Linked DNA regions of Mus musculus: region 2 is linked to region 1. A link is a contact called in public promoter capture Hi-C data. All regions are on one chromosome and are shown on one strand. Each heading gives the region's core, a stretch centred on a gene start, on an enhancer-like site or on the middle of the called end of the contact. The rest is flanking DNA. Distances are from core to core; before and after follow the strand shown. Region 1 holds the start of A630026N12Rik (RIKEN cDNA A630026N12 gene). Region 2 holds the start of Bcl2l11 (BCL2-like 11 (apoptosis facilitator)).

Evidence for each region. Promoter capture Hi-C pulls out the DNA fragments that hold promoters and counts their contacts.
Region 2: a contact with region 1 is called in a promoter capture Hi-C map of pre-B cells, with 3 times the contacts expected there. The contact joins the promoter of Bcl2l11 here to the promoter of A630026N12Rik in region 1.

The regions. Positions count from the first base shown.
Region 1 is chr2:126,673,756-126,677,293 of GRCm38.p6, forward strand. A630026N12Rik (RIKEN cDNA A630026N12 gene) reads right to left here and starts at 1,532. Exons shown (of 1, transcript NR_166192.1): 1 at 1-1,532. It overlaps Gabpb1 (GA repeat binding protein, beta 1), which reads right to left and starts at 1,837. Exons shown (of 9, transcript NM_001271468.1): 1 at 1,601-1,837.
Region 2 is chr2:128,124,153-128,127,690 of GRCm38.p6, forward strand. Bcl2l11 (BCL2-like 11 (apoptosis facilitator)) reads left to right here and starts at 1,886. Exons shown (of 4, transcript NM_207680.2): 1 at 1,886-2,100. It also overlaps a transcript of Acoxl not described here.

The sequences.
Region 1 (3,538 bases), core at 282-2,781:
AAGGCTACTGGTAAATTATAATCTCTGCAATGCTTAAGCATCTAAATGGCCATCTTTTAAAAAGTTAGAGGCCTCTCCCCCAAACTACAAGAATCATTCTTCTCATTCAGTTTGTCTTTCACAATATCTTGATTGTACTTAACATGCTGAATAGAAGGATGGGATATATCATGTTTTTTAAAAAAAGCATAATATACATACAGTGTTTTCCATTGGCTATGTGGCATATCACAAGACTGTCTGCAAAAATTGACTCAAGAATGTTTTCTGTTAAACTAGGCTTTAAAAAAGACTTTCGAAAGTGCAAAACAATGTGACTCTTGCCTAAGTCATGAGTTGACACGTTACTTTTCATTTTTGACAAAATAAGAAAAGCGAATAAAGGGATAAGAGCCATCAGTTCCCTTAAAACTTAAAAAGTCAGAGTCTGAAGGCCTAAGAGCCAAAAAGCTATCAGTTATATTTAAATTAATCTGGGTGAATCTCTGTGAGGTAGACTATCGTCTGCGTACTAAATTCGGTGCGTTTTCAATTCTGGGAAGGCCACTACTTCCCTAGAAAAAGCACACCACCGTTCTTTTTTACCCCCAGATAAAAATTACATTTCAGAAAGTAACTTGCCTGAATAGACAACAAACCACAGTGTCTGCAGAAAGAACTCTTAAAAATTACTCCCACGTTATGAAGCTCTCTTTCAGAAGTACTGTGGTCTCGCTCCCTGCTTTAAAGCAAATGTGTCTGCTAGACACAGTGGAAATGGGCTTAAAGCAAAAGCTTCAAGGGAAAAAAAGCCAGCAGGTAGGCCCGCTTTCCTTCGCTCTCATTTTGGAGATGCACACTTCAAGGCTAAGCCCGCGGCTTCAACGCCGTGGGAGAGGTTCACAACAGCACACTCAACACCGATCTGTGCCCAGGCAAGACATGACCGACGAAACTCGCGGCTTCTTTCCGCACCCGCGCTCGCGTGGGTTCCGGTGGCGAAGTCTCCGGGGCAAAAGTCTCGGCCACTGAGAATGGCAGGCTCCGTCCCTTCCGGACTGGCCCGTCTACCCTGCCCCGACCCGGCTGTTCGGGCCGAAACCCGAGCGCCCCGGGCTCCGCGGGGCCCAGCGGGGCAGCGCGGCCCGGCCTTCCCTCCCGCTTGTCGTCGGCCCGGCCAGGCCAGGCCCTCAGGCCGCCGAGACAAAGGAGCGGGCGGGGACAGCGCCGCCTCTCCCGCCGCCTGCCCCGCCGGCCCGGACCCCCACGGCCATGGCGACCCCACCGCAGACCCGACCCGTGGGGCCCGCAGGAGGCCGCGGCGCCTGACCGAGGAGGGGGCGGCGGCCGCCACCATGTCTGCCGCCCCTCCCAGAAGCCAAGCGCCGGGCGGACAAAGCGCGGCGGCGGCGGCGGCGGCAGCACGGACACCCAGGCCGACCCCGCCGACCCCCGCCAAACAAGCGGGGCCAGGAGCCCCGGAAACCCGGCGCCTTAATGCAATAAACAGGAAATCGCGGGGATGATCTGGGTTCCGGGGGAAGTGGAATTATTTTTTACCAGCGAAGAGATCAACTTCCACATCCGGTGGTAACAGGGCCCTACACAGACCCGCACTGACCTGGAAAAGCTTCGGGAGCGGCGGCGGGGGAGCAGCGGGAGGAGGTGCGGGGACCGCGGCGCCTCGGAGCCGTCAGGGCAGACGCGGCCCCGCCACACACAGAGCGCTTCGCTGCACAGGGCGCTATTTTCCGAAAATGCCGCGTCTGCTCGGCGCCCAAAATCCCCACCGAAAAGTCCCCGTCGGCGCGGAGGGACACGGCGGCCGAGCTCCCAGCATGCCTGCGGCGGCCTCGCCAACCCGCGCCCGTTTCCGCCCCACTGGCCCCGGGAGCGAGCCTGCCGCCGCCCTCCCCCAGCCCCGTTCCGGCGGGAGAAAGGGATGAGAGGGTCTGCTTCTGACTTTAAACGGGGAGAAAGGAAATAAGCCATTTCTAGCGTTCGGCCACACAAAGGCTGCGGCGGAATGATCCGCGGGGCGACCGCAAGTCCCGGCTCGCCCGGCGCCTGCGCGGCAGCGGGGTGAGCGCTGCGGTGGCCCTGTGCGCGGCTGGGTGTTCCGCGCCGCGTCGCGGGGCGGGATGTGTGGGAGTTAGGGGTGCGTGTGCTAAGTTCTCCCCCGGCGTGACACGGAAAGTGCCGGCATTTCGGGACGCTTGGAGCTTGGACTTGACTATGGGGTGTTCTAGCAGATTCCCGGCAGGCGGAAGGGCAGCCGGGTACCTAAGATTTAACTTACCGTGGTCCTGGAAGGTACCCGGAATCGCTGGTTGTGGGGCCTGTGCGGGAACAAAGGATGCCTGTCCTCTTCACCTGGTGTAAACTGGTCGTGTGTGACGTGGATGTTTCTGTGGCTTTTTTTTTTTTTAATGTTGTAATAGTGACGCTTTTCTCCTGTCTGTATTGTCAGGATTTTTGTTGATTTGTTTTCGAGGCAAGGTTTCTCTGTAACAGCCCTGCCTGACCTGGAACTGGCTTTGTAGACCAGGGTGGCCTCAAACTCAAAAGAATCCGCCTGCCTCTGCCTCTCAATTGTTGGGATTAAAGGCGCGTACCACCATGCCTAGTGACGTATTTTACTTTCAATGAACCAAGAGTTGATTGGGAGATGATGATTTGTGAAGGAAAAGCCTTATAAATTTACTTCACATGCGATTTTCAAAGTTCCACTTTGATATATTTCACCGAAAAGTCCACTACCCGTGGAACTTTTGGCGTCAGGTATCTAGGAATGAGAATATCGGAGACAACCGAGAATAACCTAGGAGCAAAATGGCTTAAATGAGATCCAAATTGTTTACAGACTTCATTTGTGTTTGTGTGTGTCTGTCCTCAGATAAGGACACTTGCCCTTATTTTTTGGTTTTTCGAGACCGGGTTTCTCTGTATAGCCCCTGGCTGTCCTGGAACTCACTTTGTAGACCAGGCTGGCCTCGAACTCAGAAATCTGCCTGCCTCTGCCTCCCGAGTGCTGGGATTAAAGGCCACCACGCCCGGCTGCCTTTCTTATTTATATAGTGAAAGTTTGTAGCCAGTGTAAGACATAGCAAAGTAAACAGAATGGGGAGAGCATAGTTCATGTTTTTTCTTTTTATTTAATATTTTATTTCAGGGGTTTTTGGTTAGGTTTGGTTGGTTGGTTGGTTTTGAGATAGGGTCTCGCTTTGTGAAGCTCTGACTGCTCTGGAATTCACTCTGTAGACCAGGCTGGGCTCAAACTTAAAGAGGTCTACCTGCCTCTGCCTCCCAGGTGCTGGGATTAGAGGGGTGTACCAATACTGCCAGCTCTTATGAATTTTTTTAAATTGTTATTCCTTTCCATAATATTTTGAGTAAATAGTTAATTGCCTTAATTGTGCTATAGCATCTAGACGAGTATACATCATCAGTGGTTATGCCAGAAAAGCTGAATGTGGTGTGATTGCAGGAATATTCCCCTGCCACAAACAGACACACACAGTAACCTTACAGAGGAATCAAATAGCTATATAAAAGTTAT
Region 2 (3,538 bases), core at 636-3,135, 1.5 Mb after region 1:
TGTTCCCTGGTGATGCAAGAGCCTCCGCCTCCAGGCCGGCTTCCTAATTAGGACCTAAAAAAGAGCACATAGCCCAACCCGTTGCTTTCCCCAGTGCCTGTATATTTTCTTTTAGCATGTCCAGGGTTGCAGAATCGGAAGACTCCAGAGCAGCCTGCTCCTACAAAGAAACACCAGCGCTTCCCCACCCCCACCTCCCACCCCTGTATGGTTCTTTTCTAGTCCAAGTATGAGGCGCCTAGCTCCACGCTGAGGGCGCAGAATACTTGCTGCTGGCTTTGGACTCCCAGAGTAGCAGTAGCAGATTGGGCTGCATGGGTGGGATGCCGAGTGGCCAAGGCACAGTACTGCTTCACAGACCTTGGTCAGGACAGACCTGGATCGGCGGTGTACTTGACTTCATCCACGCCCTTGCCCTGTGCGCTCTTGTAGCGATCACCCCTGACCTCCAGCAGGAGCAAGGCTTTGCCTTGAACACCCCAGCTTCCCTGGGAACCAATGGCTTCTTTGATCTCACTCAGGATTCACTTGAGAAGCTAGACTTTAGCATGGGGCTGTGCTGTGTCACCGTGACGTTAGATCCGCATACAAACACCAAAATGACCAAGATGGCCCAACATTGATTGGGACGGCAGGTCGCAACACTTGTTCTGCAAGAAAAGGCTACGTCCTACTTACTGCCAGCCTGGATGCAGGTTGGGTAGCCCATTAATAGAGTTTCCTTAATCTCGTGTGGGGAGTGGGACGTTCCATTTCCAGAGCAGCTTTTTTGGGCCGCCGCTATGAGAGAAGGGGCTGGGGGTGGGGATGCACATGGCGCCATTGACTTCCAGACTTCTGTTGGAATCACAAAGGCCTCAGGAAGATCAAGGGATTTTTTTTTCGACCCCCTTATGGTTTTCCCAGCTCGGCCTGAACTCCGCTGCTCCATGGTCGCCAGCATCGGCGGACCGATGGATAGACAGTTCCTGGCGTACACTGTGAGCCCCAAACATTTCGAGGCTCCCAACACCGCTCATGGCACAACCGTCTTTCCTTGGTAGCCCCCCTCCTTTTCCTTGTAGTTATTCTTTTCCAGCTAACTTTCTCATTCCCCTATTTTATATGCTTGTCGTGCCCGCCCATCGCTCCCTGAAGCTTCCCGCTTCTCTTGTCTCTCAACTGTCCTTCTCACCACCACCTCTGCCTCTTAAGTAACTGGGCACTAGGGAAACAAACATATAAACCACAACAACAACAACAGCACACACACACAAACACAACACTAAGGAGAGCCTAAAGGAGGACAGAAGGCAGAAGGCGGCGGCGACGAAGAATCTCGCTTGAGGCGCAGACGAAGAGGGGTGAGCATCTTGCTGATCTGAGTCCCCCGGAGGTCAGGAATTCTAGGAAAGGACAGTCAAAGGCCAGTGCCCATCCTTGCACCAATCTAATCCTCATGGTTTGGGGCTGAGAAGCTGTGCAAAGCAAGGGCGGAGGGACGCCTTCTGAGGCTTCCAACTGGCGCCCGCGGCCGGGCTGGACACAGAGCAGTGTACCCTGAGCGCCCCCTAAGTTCCGCTCTGCGAGGTGGCCGCCACGGGCGGACGGGGAGGGGCGGGTACATTCTGAGTGGAGGATGGGCGAGCATGCAGCTGCCCGCAGGCCAAGACACTAGGGTAAACACGCCGGGGTGGGCGGCGCACGCAAACTGCAGGACAGCCGGCGGGGCCACCCTCCCCACTACCTGTCGCAGCCTGCACGCGCCAGCGGCCTGGGGGCCGTGGGGGGTGGGGCTTACCTTCCGGCTTGCCGGGGGCCGGACTAAACGGGGGCGGAGCCCGCGGTGATTGGGCGCGGGGGCGGGGGCTCAACTACCGCAGAGTCTCAAGAGCAGGCTGCTTTCACTTCGCTCCCCGCAGGCACTGGGTCACCAGCTGGTTGGAGCTCTGCGGTCCTTGCCATCGTCGCCGTCACCGGATTCCTGCAGCCGCTCTGCGAGCTGTGTTCCACTTGGATTCACACCACCTCCGCTGCTCCCGCCGCCACCGCCTCGGCGCCCTTCCCCTGGCCCTCGTCCACCCAATGTCTGACTCTGATTCTCGGACTGAGAAACGCAAGGTAAACACTCCGCGACTCCCGGGGCGCAGGCTGGGGATGGATAGAAGACAGGCGCCGCAGCGGCTTCATCTGTCTCTGGTGTCGCACGTGCGGGTGGAGGCACTGGTTTGTCCCGCGTGGCTGCAGGAGGCGAACGCTGGGAGTCGGGTCGAGGTCGCTGCGTGCCAAGGCACTTTTGGGGAAGGGTTGTCGGCACTGAAGCTGCGGGCACTTAGCCGAAGACTGGGTTGGGACGCAATGCCGCACGAGGGGCCGCTGAGGCATCTCTCGCGGGCAAGGAGGGCGCGTGGTCTCGGCTTGGAGCCGAGGTCCCGCTTCGTGGTGCCGGTAGTGCGTCCAGCCGGGAAGCGTCGCGGCGACCCAGACGGCCCGGGAGAAGTAGCCGCGCGGTAGCGGCGGGCGGGTAGACTTAACTCTTCGCTGACGCGGGTTCATTGCGGAGGTTTGAGTATTAAAATCACACGCGCCCAGACTTTGCTTGTACCCATTCAAGTCAGTTTGGCCATAGTGGTCAATTTCCTTTCCGGATGTCCCTGGCGGCCCGGTTCCTTTTGCGACCGTCCTGTGGATATTGAGGAACACCGTATCTACAGGAGACAAGAAACCCCGTAACCCCCCTAGGACCACTTAGGCTACGCGTATTCCAAGCCCCAGCTAGCCGACTACTCCTAGCCCGATTGCACCGGGACCCAGTCGCATAGGCTGGCGGACCCCTGAGCTCGCAAGCCTATTGCCCACGGGGCAGGCACTGCTTGAGGAAGGCTAACTGAACAGTGGGGGCAGAGGTCTGGATGTGCATGCCCGAGACCCGAGATGGTCGTTCATATTTGGTTCGTGTCGGTAGCACTCGGTAGCACATGGGGACACAGCAGGTGAAGTTGCTGAGAAGTTCTTCAGGGGACTGCGGAGGCATTAGGGACTTGGCTCGGAATGGCCTGGAGTGCGATCGTGGCCTCGCGGATCTCCGAGGGGTGCGTGTCTCGCTTTGTCTCTAATGTCCCGCTGCCCTGGCGGCGGGAATTCCCGCAAAGCGCGCGCCGTCCCGGCCTGGCCCAGGGGTGGGGCGGGGCGCAAAGCGAAGCTGCCCGGCCCCCTAAGTTCCAGCCGGAGCTGCGGTGGCCGGCACAGTCTGAGCGGCGCTGGGCGGCGAGTTTGTCAACAATCGCCTTGCCTTCGGCTGCCTGACCCGTAGGCGCCGCCCCCACCGCCTCTGCCCATTGGTTACGATGGGGAGCGACTGCGCGCGGGCCAATGGGGGAGCACTGGCAGCCGGCGCCAGGGGCGCAGGGCTGGCGGTGCCCGCGCGGCGGCGGGAGCTGCGCGCTAGGGGCGGAGCGGGAGGAGGCGGAGGATGATCCCGGCGGCGGCCGGTGCAGCGCGGGCCAGAGGCGCGGCGCGCGAAACCTTCGGCTCCCCGGCGGAGCGTGGCGGAGGGCGG